2 separate regions of the Mus musculus genome follow, and region 2 is linked to region 1. The links are chromatin contacts, called in public Hi-C maps. All regions are on one chromosome and are shown on one strand. Each heading gives the region's core, a stretch centred on a gene start, on an enhancer-like site or on the middle of the called end of the contact. The rest is flanking DNA. Distances are from core to core; before and after follow the strand shown. Region 1 holds the start of Cped1 (cadherin-like and PC-esterase domain containing 1). Region 2 holds the start of Wnt16 (wingless-type MMTV integration site family, member 16).

Region 1 (6,644 bases), core at 1,560-4,059:
GACTTGGTGGGGGTTCTTCAAGTTGTGGCTTCAGAAATGATTAGGCCAATGGTCGAGTTCGTTTTTTCTTTAGAGCATATATTGTGGTAGAAACCAAGCAGCCTGATTTCTCTGGGATGCAACAGGGCATCCTGCTAGCCATGTGGATCACTTGAGCATCCTTCAGTGACAGCCAACTTGAGTTTAAGAGAAACCCTACTCGCTTCCTACCTACTTACCTATCTACCTGAGCTATGAGCCTGAAAAACACCACAGTGTCCCCCGAGGTGTCAGTACTGACAACAGCAACCATGCTGCCACCCAAGATAAAATTCTGCTCCAAGTACTATTAAGCAGGCTCAGAAACTCCCCCCAAGTCTACATAGATAAAAGGCACCTCCTGCAGGTCCCAAAGGTATCTTGCCACCCAGTTCGGTGGGTTTTCCATCACGACTTCCCAAATAATTTGTTTTTCACCTCTTTTAGTTTTCTTCTTTATACTTGACAATGAGGGGCCTGCATTTGTCTGGCAGGCATGAACAGAGTGCAGTAGTAAAATGGACATTTTATGTTCCCTGGATTTGTGTTGTACCCTATACTTCACAAGTAAAAATAGTGCAACTATACCCTCGGTATTAATACAGAATGATCTGTTTCCAACTCTTTGCTTTCTTTCTTTGTTTTCCTTCCTTCCTTCCTTTCTTCCTTCCTTTCATTCTTTCTTTTCTTTTCTTTTCTTCCTTCCTTCCTTCCTTTCTTTCTTTCTTTTTTCTTTCTTTTCTTTTCTTTTGCCTTCCTTCCTTCCTTCCTTCCTTCCTTCCTTTATTTTGTATGAAACTGTGTAATATAGCTCAGGCTGGACTTGGGCTTACAATGTAGTTAGCCAGGCTGGCCTTGAACCCCTGGCCCCCTTCTCTGCCTTTCTAGTGCAGGATTATAGGTAGTCCACCACACCAAGCATAAATGCACACTTTAAAAAGAAAAAGCCTCACTACTTGACACAGGCAGGCCCAGAACTCTTCATGTGAAGCAGGCTGGACTGAAGCGTGACATAATTTTACTGCCTCCGCCTCCTGAGTGCTTAGAGTCTAGGTATGGACCCAATACTGGACCAGTGTTCTCCTAATTCTATGAACAATTAAACCCCATGTCAAGTATTTTTAAGAAGCATATGATACTATATTCTTTTAAATTCTTCCGAAATAATTAGTTTGGAAACATAGTCACCAACTCAGAATCAACTTAGCAGGTCTTGACATGGAACTCTGGAGGAATCCTTGAATTTGGGAGTCTTATCATTCATTCTCTTGGATTTAAGAAAGAGATACGGACTTTTTTCTTTCTTTCTTTCTTTCTTTCTTTCTTTCTTTCTTTCTTTCAGATTTTAAAACTGACTTTTGTTTCTGATGTGTAAATCCTCAGCTCTCGTAGACTTCTAACATCTTAAAAGCGATTTTCCCTCACTGCAATGAAGGTAGCCTCTAAAGGATAAAGGGCAGAACTCTTTAAGTAGGTTTAGGAAGTTTGGCAGCTTATGTAATACCTCTCCCAGTCACCGGGTCACTCCGCACTGTTTTCACTCTGGCTCCCATTCGGACCACATGGAAGTTAATTTTAGTTTTGCAGAAAGGAGAGAGAGGCCGACCACAGACGCCCAGGATAAACTCAACTCAGACTTACCTTCCTGGTTTCCTGGGTACTCGCAGAGAGAAGGAAGCATTGTTTGTCCTGCCGGTATCCTTCTTCACATCTGCTAGCCTGAGTTTGAGAGGGTGTGTGTGGGACAGTGCCAGAGACGTCCGCTGCAATCTTCTTAGTCCCTCGGAGTGTCAGGGTCTGGTAAAAGAGACAGATCGCCACCACCAAACCCACCAGGAAAGGTCGGGGGCAAAATCGCCGGCGACAAAGGAACCCGGGTCGACAGACCATGACCAGTCCAGGATCACTTGGCCCCTGGCCACGTTGTCAGTGTGAAAAAAACACACATCTGTCTTCTTTTTACACAATTCCAATCAAGTTCGCCCCATCTCCGCTTGAAAACTTTCCGAAGGTTCATGCCAAAGATTCATAGGACCCAGCGGTCAGAGGTGGTTAATAGCCCTTAAATGAAGGACAGTAAGAAGTGACTGGCCAGATTTTTTTTTAAGATGTCAAAATAAAGATAGTTATAAGAAATCATCCGAATGCATCCCCAGCTACCAAGAGTTCCTTCCGGTAATGCCTTACTTCCACAACATTCTTAAAGTCAGGAGTTCAGCTTGTCTCCTCTTTTGGGGCAAAAAGAAAGCACCGTAAAGCGGGTCTGGAGGCAGAAACCAGCCGAAGACGCAGTCGATTTAACGCGAAGTGCCTGTTGCACAGCTGGGCGCCGGCCAGGTTGTCCTAGCAGTTTCTCATTTTCCCTCCGGTTTTAAAGCCATCCCGCTCCCAGCCTTTTATGTTGTAGAACTGCTGCTTCCTTTCGTTCAGTTTTAAATTGCCACTTTGCTGCTAGCATTCACGGCTTTTAACATAAAAAAGGGGGATAGCAGTTTGGCTGTATGTGGTTACTGTCAGGGCTTTGCTTGCGTTTGGTCTCATTCCGTTTCAAGTTCAAAGTTCTGTGTACTTACTCAGTTTTCATCCTTTTAGCCAGATTTTTTTTTTTTCATGATCCCCTAATGGATTGCTGATCAAAATCACTTGGAAGGAAACACCCAGGCGTAGGACTCCGCTTCATCTCACTCTCACGCACGGACAGACACGCGCAGACTCGCGGAGACACGCGCGTGCCAGCTGCACACAGGGCCGAGAGCCGGAGGACCTGGGCCATCGCTGCCACCCAGGCCGAGCGGGGCGGAGCTAAACTAAGGCTTTTTCTGGCCTTGGGGGCTGTCCGAGCCGCGTTATAAGTTTCTGCCCCAGCAAAGGGTAGGCTACTAATGTGCATGGGAACAGCAGTTGGCACCCATATCCCAACTTGGAACGTGGCTACCTATCCAGACCCGCAGAATTAGAAATATACTTGATCTCTGATCCTCTGTGTCACTGCGTTTTCCTAATACAGAATAACAAATGGCTTCTAGTCAATAGATGCTAAAGGTCGAGGAAGAGATGAAGGCCGACTCTGAGCTAACCGGGAGGCTTATCACTCCAGGGAATTGTGGTCTCGCCTAAGAGGACAAGAGAGTCATCCGGACAGTCTGGACCACTGAAGAGGAAACATTCCGTGTAACTAAAAGTCCCCTCTCCATTCCAACAGAGTCCTTCCGCCGTTATTACCGCTCTGTGGTTCTCCGAGGCAAATAGTCTGATGCCTAGCTCTTCAAATGAACTGACTGTAGTAGGTATTGAAGTTCTAACTTTTGCCCAGGAGAAAGGAGTACCCAGCAGGCTTTTTAATTCCATACCAACCCTCTCACGGGCATCACTTTTGGCTCAGCAGGATGAGGGACCACCGAAGAGAACCTCCAGGTTCTTGCTTTGGCAGCTCTAGGAACGACTAGTTTAAGCTCACGGGGACATTCTTCAAATACCTAGATGGTTTCTATACTTTAGGTCTAACCAAACTTCTTATAGGCAGATGTTCTCCCTTGAGGCCACACCCCTAGAGTAAACCCATTCCAGACTCAGAGATTACACTCTAATATTTTGTGAGAAAGAGCGCCCCCTAGAGGTTCACAGCTACAAAAGATTCAGAAAATGGACATCTCTTGCTAGTAAGAAACTTGAGTCAGCTTGGGATAGATGAGCAGAGAGAGAGGAGGGGGAGGGAGAGGGAGAGACACAGACACAGAGAGAGACAGAGACAGACACAGAGAGAGACAGACACAGAGAGAGACAGAGACAGAGACACAGACAGAGAGACAGAGAAGGAAAAGGAGGAAGAAGAGAAGAGGGACAAAAAAGAAAAGAAAAAAAAACAAAAGAAAAAATAAAAAAGAAAAGAACAGAATAAAAAAACAAAAAAAGAAGAAGAGAAGAGAAAAGGAAAGTTTGCACCTTAAAAACAAATTAATTAGGTCAATATAGAATAAACAATAACTTACCTCAGTCTATTTACATATAGTCTATAAAATGTTTTACTACTATTTAATATATAAATTCAGTCTTCAATACCATGACAAATAAGGGAATGGGAGAAAATTAACCTGGTTTTCACATATAGACATTGAAAGAGCATCACTGCTGCATGCCACAGGTTTTGTGTGGATGTAATATATTTTGAAGGCCAATAGGAATTACTAGACCTCTAAACTGGAATGGTTTCTATGTTAATAAGACCCAGAGTATGGTAAAGCTGTTTACTGGGTGTTATGAGCAGTATAGGTAGTTGTTAATTATTAACCCTAGAATTATGAAAAAAAAATCAAGTTTTGAGGAAGGAAGAATCCTTTTTTTGGAGGGAGGAATTATTAAGTCACTGAGTCAGATTACAGAAGAGTAAATTGGATGCTAACTAGAATTGCCTTTAGGTTGGGAGAAGGGAAACGCAACAGAAGAGAAAAAGTTTACACAACATTGTAGCTTTCTTTTGGCTAAGAGGAAACTAGAAAGGATTCTGATAAGTTGAAGAACTCAATTCCCTATCTTGACTACAGAGTCCAAGGGAGCAGAAGACAGTAGTAATAATATTAGAAATAGTTATAGTATTAGAAAAAGAAGGGGTTAATTAGAAGAAGAACGTGGCAAAGGAAGCACAGCTCCCGGTGGACTGAGACTCCTGGGACCACATCAGATGTTAGAGTCAATCCACTACGGACATAGATCATCACACTCACCACCTCTTACAAGCTGTCCTGAAATAAATGCTTTGGAATATGAAATCTAAGTCCATCATTTGTGAGATCAGAGTCCCCCCTCCGAGTACTGATGGCCCAGGTGAGATGGTCCATGGAAGGCACCTAAGCATCCTGAACAGCTGGCAGGTGGATGAGAGCGGATGCACATCTGTTAGGTGCTAGATCCTCAGGCTCAGTCCGAGCAGAGCTTAGAATGTGGTGAGGTGTCGGACTCGTGAGCAGATCATGGAAATGGTGAGCCACGGGGAACACAAAAGAAGCAGATACAAACTCTGTCCCTAATTGTTCTCTTTCCATTATTCTTTGTGATGAAGGGGAACAGACGGTTTGAGAGGATGGCTTTAGTCATGCCTGACGATCAAATATTGTGTTCTCAAAGTCACAGTTTTGATGGCTAGATAAAGATAGAGATATTGGACATATTAACGCAGCACCCTGCAATGTTTCTATACATGCATGTAGCATGTTATTTACAAGTCAGCCTAAACATATATAATGACTCAATGCTTATCATTTCTTTGGGGTAAAAACATTAAGAATTTTGCCTTTAGGTTCCTCACAAATGGGATCATATGGGCTTTACTTTTTATACTCGTCCTTTCCCACCTAGCATAATGATCTCCAATTCTACCCACATTGTTGGAAATAACAGGATCTCATTCTCTTCTTTTATTGGAATAAAATGATGTAAGCATAGCTCATTGTCTTCACTCACCAGCTGAAGAACACAGTAGTCATTTCTATCCTTGGCTGTTTTAACTAATGCTGTGAACAAGAGTGCGGATGTCCTTTAAACACATTGTCTTGTATCCTTGATTCTGTGCCCAGCAATGGCACTGAGTGACTGATAGTAGTTCTATTTTCAAAGTTTTGACACATCTGCAGCCCTTTTCCCCACTAGCTGTAGTAACTTACATGGTCACCAACACTCCACATTCTTACCGTTCTTGCCATTTTGGCCTTGTACCATGACCATCCTAAATGGGGTGAGGTGGCATCTTGCTATGGTTTTGATTTGTGTCTTCCTGGCATTAGAGAAGCTGATCACTCTTCTAGATGCTAACAAGTGATTTGACCTCTTCTTTTGACAAATGTCTAAATGCAACCATTTTTTTCCCAATGGAATTGTTTTGTTTTTTGCCATTGAGTTCTTTGTCTTCTTTCTATATGAGTTATATTTGAGTGGGAGGCTAGGCAGAGTTAGATTGGAGTCTATACAGGAAACAATAAAGACAGAGACCATATTGGCTCAGTGGTGGGAGTGGGAGGGCATATCTGTAGTACAATTGTGAACCTGGGGTTTTGGCATTGTTTCAAACCAGATGCTTTTGTGATCTAGTTCATAAAGTAACCTTTACACACACACACACACACACACACACACACACACACACACACTTCTTTAAAAGTAGGCATTTAGCAGCATTGTGAGGAGAGAGTGGCAAACATGTACTCTAATATCAATGTTGTACAACATAGAACAATCTTCCACAAAACAAAAACCTTCAGTGTTCTTTCCAACATATAAAATATGATCTTTTTATGACACATATAGCTACTTTTGGTTTTGGTATGCACTTGAGGTACTTGAGTTTGACTCAAATATTCAATGAAGGCTTATTGTTTGGGAATCAAACTCAGAGCCTTGGACATAGTAGGTAAGCATTCTACCACACACCTACCCACAATCCTTGGGTTTTGTTTGTTTTTTGTTTTCTGTTTGGTTGGTTTTGGGGACAAGGCCTCACTATGTGGCCCATGGAGACCAAGAGCTCGCTATGGACCTCTTATTTCAGTTTTCCAATTGCCCAGCTTATGAAAACTGCATTTTAAGGTATTGATTTTTAAAACCATGTGCAGATAAAAATATGTGTAAAAAGATTT
Region 2 (6,644 bases), core at 1,367-3,866, 300 kb before region 1:
TGTTGTCTTAGGAGGCAATCGATTTTTTCAAGCGTTTACAGAGAATGCTATAATGTGTGAATATTTGGAAAGGAAATCTACTATCCTAGACTTTTTTCTTTTTTCTTTTTTTCTTTTTAAAAAGCAGCATTATTGTTCTGTATTCCACATAGGGATGACACATGTCATATTGTCACCCACTCTCCTCATATATTACAATTCATGTTTTTAAAAAATGTGTAACCTTCACGAGTACCTGCCTTAGTGGTTCATAGCCAGAAGTAGCTTATTAGTACATGTTGAATGTAAATCCTTTATATGGACAATGTAAATGGGCAATTAAAAAGGAAACAGATTCCGTATCTTTTTTTTTTTTTTTTGAGTATGCTGCTTTCACAAAATACAATCAGAAAATTTTGGTGTGACCTTTCTTTAAATAGATACTATGCAAACTAAAATTAGCAAAAATCAAGACAACTGGTAGATACATATTCGTTTTCTTTCACATCAAAGATAAGGTTTTAAAGGGGGAGAATATGATGAATAACAATCACTGGTATTGAGTTGTAAACATTTTACACAGTGCAGTGCAGCTGGCTTTATGGTCATATAACTAATGAGAACAAGATCATTGAAAACTTGTAAAAATGCATTGTTGTGGAAAAGTATACTATTTTGAAACAGTTGCACTTTGTACTCCATCAGTAAAGTTGGAGTTAAAATCTTTGAAATCAAATTTCCATTAAGACATTCATAAAACAGACTCGGAAGGACTCAGCAGGCAACTTTTTTCTTTCCAGATGTTTAGATTGGAATAGAAACTGCTTCACGCCGGTTGTCCAATAAACCTTTTCGGTAACGAATGCTTCTGCATCTCAGCAACTGTTTAGGACACATTCTCTCTCTTTCTTACTTTTTCTTTCTCCTCCTGGTTCTTAGCCCTTACCCCACCCCCACCCCCAGGCCAGGGATCCTTCAGCATCACTTGCCAGACAAAACTCAGAGCTGGGACGCACAGCTCTGTGGAGGCGCGTGCAGAAACTGACTGGAGAAGGGTCAAAGTGCAGTACGAACGGAAATGAACTTTAAAAAAACGACAGCGCATCTTTCAGTGCCTCAGGCCTAAAACTCCTACTTTGCTAATATCTCAGGAAGCATCCTAGCACCACTAGCCCCGCTAAGTCACCACGTCTGTAGGAAGAACTTTTTCTTTTTCCACCGCACTTTCCCCGTACCGCAGAGAGAGCTCCCGCCCGGTCAAGGAGAGATGGAAGAAACAGAAAAGTGGGGGACACAGAAGTCGCGCTCAGGTGACAGTCCCTTAAAAAAAAAATCACCATCGTGCACTAAACCTGGTGTTCCCAGGAGTCAGTAAAACGTGCGGCTGTGCTTCAATTGCCACTTGTCCGCAGCTCTGGGCGCCACAGAGCTGCTTAAATCAAAGCAGATGCGGCTGCATCATTCTCGGCTGTAGACCTCATGTTTGTCCAGCTGGTCACCCACGGAGCGGGGCGCCATGGGGTCCTTGGGGTCGACGGGATAGGAACTCAGTTTTTCTGAAACTTTGGCAGGGGCCAGGGGAAGCAAGGAGAATTTCAGCCCTTCTAAGAGTCCTTCTGTAGATCTCGGACGTCCCTCCCCAGGGCCGCACCTGCACACTGGGGGCTGGCCCTTGTTGCCCCAGTTTTCCCCCACCCCCACCTCGCACCAAATGTTCCATATTGAAGACCTTGCCAGCACCGAATTGTGCAGGCGCTATACACTCTATCGAAGGAACGCGCAGAAAAGCTGTCGCCTTGTATGTCCTACCATCCCCGAGGGTCCTGGTGACTCACCGCTACTCAGCTCATAGCCAAAGAGGGGGGCTGTGGCGAGCTGGGTGGAAGTGGTAGTGGCGACCATACAGTTCCACCTCTCGTGTCGGAACTGGCTTCTGCACTCCTGAATGCCCAGCCTGGCGCCCTCGCGGATGCTAGGCAGCAGGTACGGTTTCCTCTTGCACAGCTCCTTCTGGCGGCTGTTCAGCGGCAAGTCGGCGCAGCCCAGCTTCTCCGGTACCCCGAAAGAGGCGATGCCCAACCACCTGTAAGACGCGGCACCCCTGAGGTAAGCCTCTCCCCTTTCCCTCCCCCACCCCAAAAGCATTAGGTCAGCGTTCCTAGGGTCTCCACCCCTTCTCTCCCAGCCTCAAGTTGAAAGCCCACTAGTTGGGTCATTCCTTTGACCAGCCACCCTATATGCCTCCACAGAGCCCATACTCACATCCAGTTGCCCTGGGTTCCGCAGGGGAGCAGCGACAGCACGGCTGCCCACAGCGCACACAAGCTGGGCAGGGCCAGGAGCGCCGCTCTGTCCATGGCCCACGCATGGAGACCCCCAGCCCCAGCCACTCCTCCTCTGTCTCCTCTCTCCAGAGGCCCGCAGGGCCTGGGGTCAGTTTCTTAGCACCCAGTTGTTCCTTGCTCTCTTTCCCCTGGAAGGTAACATTAAACAGGGCAGCAAGGACAGAGACTATCAGCAGTCCCCTAGGCAAGATAAGGCGGAGAAAGTAGCCTAAGGTCCTCTGGCGCAGAGGTGAGGATGAGCTGGAGATGCGGGAGCTTCCCTCACTTTCCAAGGTGAGAAACTTCTGCTGATGTCTCTGTGTCTCCATCGCCCCAGGCTTCTCCTCGCATCTCCTCCCCCCCTGACCGCGCCTGGAGTCTGATTGGCTCAGCAGCAACCCTGTACCTCACCATCTGGAAACTTCAGTGTCTCATTGGCTAACAGTGGGCTCTGCGGGGGGCGCTCCTGGGCTGAGCCTCCGTGACTGTCTAACTAGACCTGGGAGTGTCACGACCTTTCCTCCTCTCACAATGTCCTTAGAGGAGGTCACTGCGAGACTGAGTCAAGCGGAGAGCAAAGAAACGATGAGCACTTCTTAGCATCCTTGAGAGAAAATCTAGCCACATCTAGATTTACCCTTTGAGTAAAAAGGGTAAAGGTGTGGGGGGGCCCGAAGGGAGGGGGGCGGAGCACTCTGCTCTTCTTTCTTGTATTTCTCACTGGTGAATTATCTTTATAAGGTCAGAATTGATACCACAAAAAGCTGATCTTTCCACCCTTGGAAGCGGAGAGGATAGGCGAGAAGGGTTCTTTTCGTGTCATTGTATACACATTTATTTCCAGCTTTCCATCAAATTTCCCCGTATTTTACTTAGGTTCTGTGATGGCTTTTCTCATTTGTCTTATTTCTGTAGCTTTTGGGAGCACAGGCTTTTCTAAGGGGGAAAATGGCAGGCAGACAAATGGGTGAGAGCTGACTAGAGCATTCCAAATAGATGAACGCTGTCCCTACCCTCTTCTGACCCACACTGACCCCACCCCCCACCCAAGGATACCTTCCACAGGGCTACCGAGTGGAAACAACGACAACAGAAATCCTGCACCCACACCAACTGCATGCCCAGACCTATGGAAGTTTGTGGAAATAAGACCCCTTTCCACCAGTGTAAAACCCAGCCAGGCAGACAAATCTAAGGCCAGATGAATTCTGATCATCAGTAACAGAGATTATAGGTAAATGGAATTGGCAGCTTAGGCTTTCACCAAATGTACTTTAGAAGCAGGAAGGGTTCTGAGAAGCAGTCAGAGTTTTGTCTTCAAGAACCCTTTGAAGGTGCCAGGAATATGCTTTGTTGTGGTATCAGAGAGCCCCGCCTCCTCTACTTACAGGCACAGGGTTTTCACCTGCTCCCAAGAGGACATCTGGAATGTTAGTAAACTCTCCAGGTGCTATCATCTCGGTGGGTGACCACACTTAGCCTCAGCGCTGAAAGGCTTGGACAGCTTTTGCTTGCTTTTAATACTCAGCCTCACTTAAGGTCAATCAAAGCTCACTCACACACCCATCCTGTCCCATTCACTCCTTTATCCAGCAAGCACTGCGCGCACACTACGTACCAGGTCCTAAAACCACACTGTAATTTTTAGAAAGTCAAGTTGATGATAGGGTATGGTTACTGATCCAGAAATATTTTGGCTAATAGCTAGTGGCCTCTCTGAAAGTCGGAGCCTTTATCCAAGCCCACTTTATCCTCTAAGCCTCTCCAAGAAGGGACCAGAGTACACCCATAGCTGTTCCACGGCCATTGGTCCCGGAGAAGCAGATAGTCTTTTGAAGCGCAGCTCACAGAGTGGATTAACATGATGAGGAACATCCCGAACAGATGCCTAAGTGGCCTAAAGGCTGAAAATAGAGACATTTCTTCCTTGTAAGGGAAACTGGAGAGGGTGCAATCTTGGGTTTGGGTAGAGGGTGTGGAGAACATCAATTGCTTAAGCTGATTTTTAAAGGCCAACTGTGTTTGATTTTTTTTTTTAATTCAGAAATATATATTGAGACTGCTTTGGGTTAAAATGTGAGACTGGCACTGAACCACACAGCTGTAGAGATCATAATTTACTTGACAAAACAGACAAGTAAACTCACAATTACATTCTGATACAGTCAGTGTGGGAAGTAAAGTGTGCCGTGAACACACAGCGAGGATAATCCAGAGTTGTGGGCCAAATGGACGAGCCTGCTGAATCCTGCCTTCATGTTTCCTCTAGGGATCCAGTGCTGCACAGGCATTCTGCTAAAGCCTTGGGAGAGACATCAGAACATGCCATTTAGGGAATCAGCCCACCAGCACAACATTTTCAGGTCCAAGACAGTCCTATAGTGTCTCTTTCATGTGGTCTAGGGCTTTTATAACAAAGTAGACGTGTCCATTAGTTCACCCAGCTGGAGGGGTACACTTGACATTCAGTGAGCAGACAGGTGAGTGCCAGGCTCTGTGAACTTTCACAAGTGAGAGCCTGTTATATGCCCGCAGATTTCCTTTTACTCTGTCTCTTTCTTCTTTTCATTTTTTTTTTAAAAAAAGATTTATTTATTGTTATATGTAAGTACACTGTAGCTGTCTTCACACACACCAGAAGAGGGCATCAGATCTCATGACAGATGGTTGTGAGCCACCATGTGGCTGCTGGGATTTGAATTCAGAACCTTCAGAAGAGCAGTCAGTGCTCTTAACCACTGAGCCATCTCTTCGGCCCCTTTTCTCTTCTCTTCTCTTCTCTTCTCTTCTCTTCTCTTCTCTTCTCTTCTCTTCTCTTCTCTTCTCTTCTTTTCTTTCTTCCTTCCTTTCTCTCTCTCTCTCTCTCTCTCTCTCTCTCTCTCTCTCTCTTTCTTTCTTTCTTTCTTTCTTTCTTTCTTTCTTTCTTTCTTTCTTTCCTGTCCGCTACTTATGCCTGCACAGGTAGACCTTTGGCTGCTGGAGGATGATAATCAACAGGGTTCAGTTCTCTCTTTCCACCATGAGGGGATTAAACTCAAGTCATTAGGTTTGACAGCAAGCACCTTTTACCACTGAGTCAGTTCAGAGGCCTCATCTCTCTCTCTCTCTCTCTCTCTCTCTCTCTCATTTCCTTCCTTCCTTCCTTCCTTCCTTCCTTCCTTCCTTCCTTCCTTCTTATCTTCCTTCCTTCCTTCTTATCTTCCTTCCTTCCTTCTTATCTTCCTTCCTTCCTTCTTATCTTCCTTCCTTCCTTCTTATCTTCCTTCCTTCCTTCCTTCCTTCCTTCCTTCCTTCCTTCCTTCCTTCCTTCCTCTTTCAATGATTACAGAATGCTACTCTCCATAGTTAATGTGTACAGATTTTGTATATAAGGCAATACATTTGGGGAGATAGGAAATTTGCTAGAGATATCTCTTCTAGTAGCACAAAGCCAGTGGCCAAGTTTACTTTAGGCAGCCCAGCCCGTTGACTACACATGTTGGTGTATATCCTCATTCAAAGCTACCATTTGCTTTTCTTCCGAAAAAAATCTCAGATTGTTAAATATTAGGGCCTAAATTTTTTAATTGTATTTTTAACACAAAGCACGCAGCAGCTACTGTTTTGTTTGTTTCCAGGAATGAACAAAACCTATAAAACTGGAAGGTCTCCCAAAGATCTCTGTGAGAAGCCAATGTCTCTGAGCCAGGTGGCAGTTTGCTGGGACAGGCTTCCATTTTCCTGTCCTTGCTGAATTGGACTTGAGTGGGGCAGTGGACACAACAGTGGAAGGAGCACTATCCTGGGACGCTGTCCCGGGATGGCCCCTTGGCAGAGGCAGTGATCTACATAACACACCTGAACTCTAAGTCTGAGTCATCTCAGAATGCTTAGAAGCTATGTGTCGGTCATATGTGAATCTCTTACTGAGGCTCTCCTACCAACAGTAGGACAGCTGCAGGCTCGACAGGCGCATGTCTCCTTGAGACATGGTGGGGCACGAGCATCTTATATCTTCACAGCGTGCTTCCTTCTGAATTTCAATGAAATACATTTTTAGAATAGGAAATATTTTTTTAAATGGTCAGATTGTAACTCACCACATTCTAATCAGATCAAATGAAAATTTATTGTCAGAATTAAATATGTTATAAGTACTTCATCATCCTGGAGGATGAAATCAAGAACTCATTTAGGAGCTATTTTAGTCTATTAAATCAAGGGGGCTCATCTCTACTCTTGCTAATAGACATTAATGCTTTCTATTAAGATTAGAGGAATAACAGAAAAGATACGTTAAATCTAGCCATACATATACAGATTTCAACTACTTTGTTTCTTTAGCCAAATGTTATTTAATAT

What was found. Hi-C and Micro-C count contacts between places; a contact is called where the count stands out from the background.
Region 2: a Hi-C map of uterus shows a contact between it and region 1. The contact joins the promoter of Wnt16 here to the promoter of Cped1 in region 1. A contact is called at or near these places in 7 of 484 Hi-C or Micro-C datasets (adipose-derived mesenchymal stem cells, cardiomyocytes, embryonic stem cells and 2 more) and 1 of 115 datasets of contacts at active chromatin or transcription factors (pancreatic cancer cells).

The regions. Positions count from the first base shown.
Region 1 is chr6:21,982,075-21,988,718 of GRCm38.p6, reverse strand. It overlaps Cped1 (cadherin-like and PC-esterase domain containing 1), which reads right to left and starts at 2,809. Exons shown (of 22, transcript NM_001081351.1): 1 at 1,660-2,809. The coding sequence starts at 1,908.
Region 2 is chr6:22,284,199-22,290,842 of GRCm38.p6, reverse strand. It overlaps Wnt16 (wingless-type MMTV integration site family, member 16), which reads right to left and starts at 2,616. Exons shown (of 4, transcript NM_053116.4): 1 at 2,242-2,616; 2 at 1,815-2,062. The coding sequence starts at 2,336.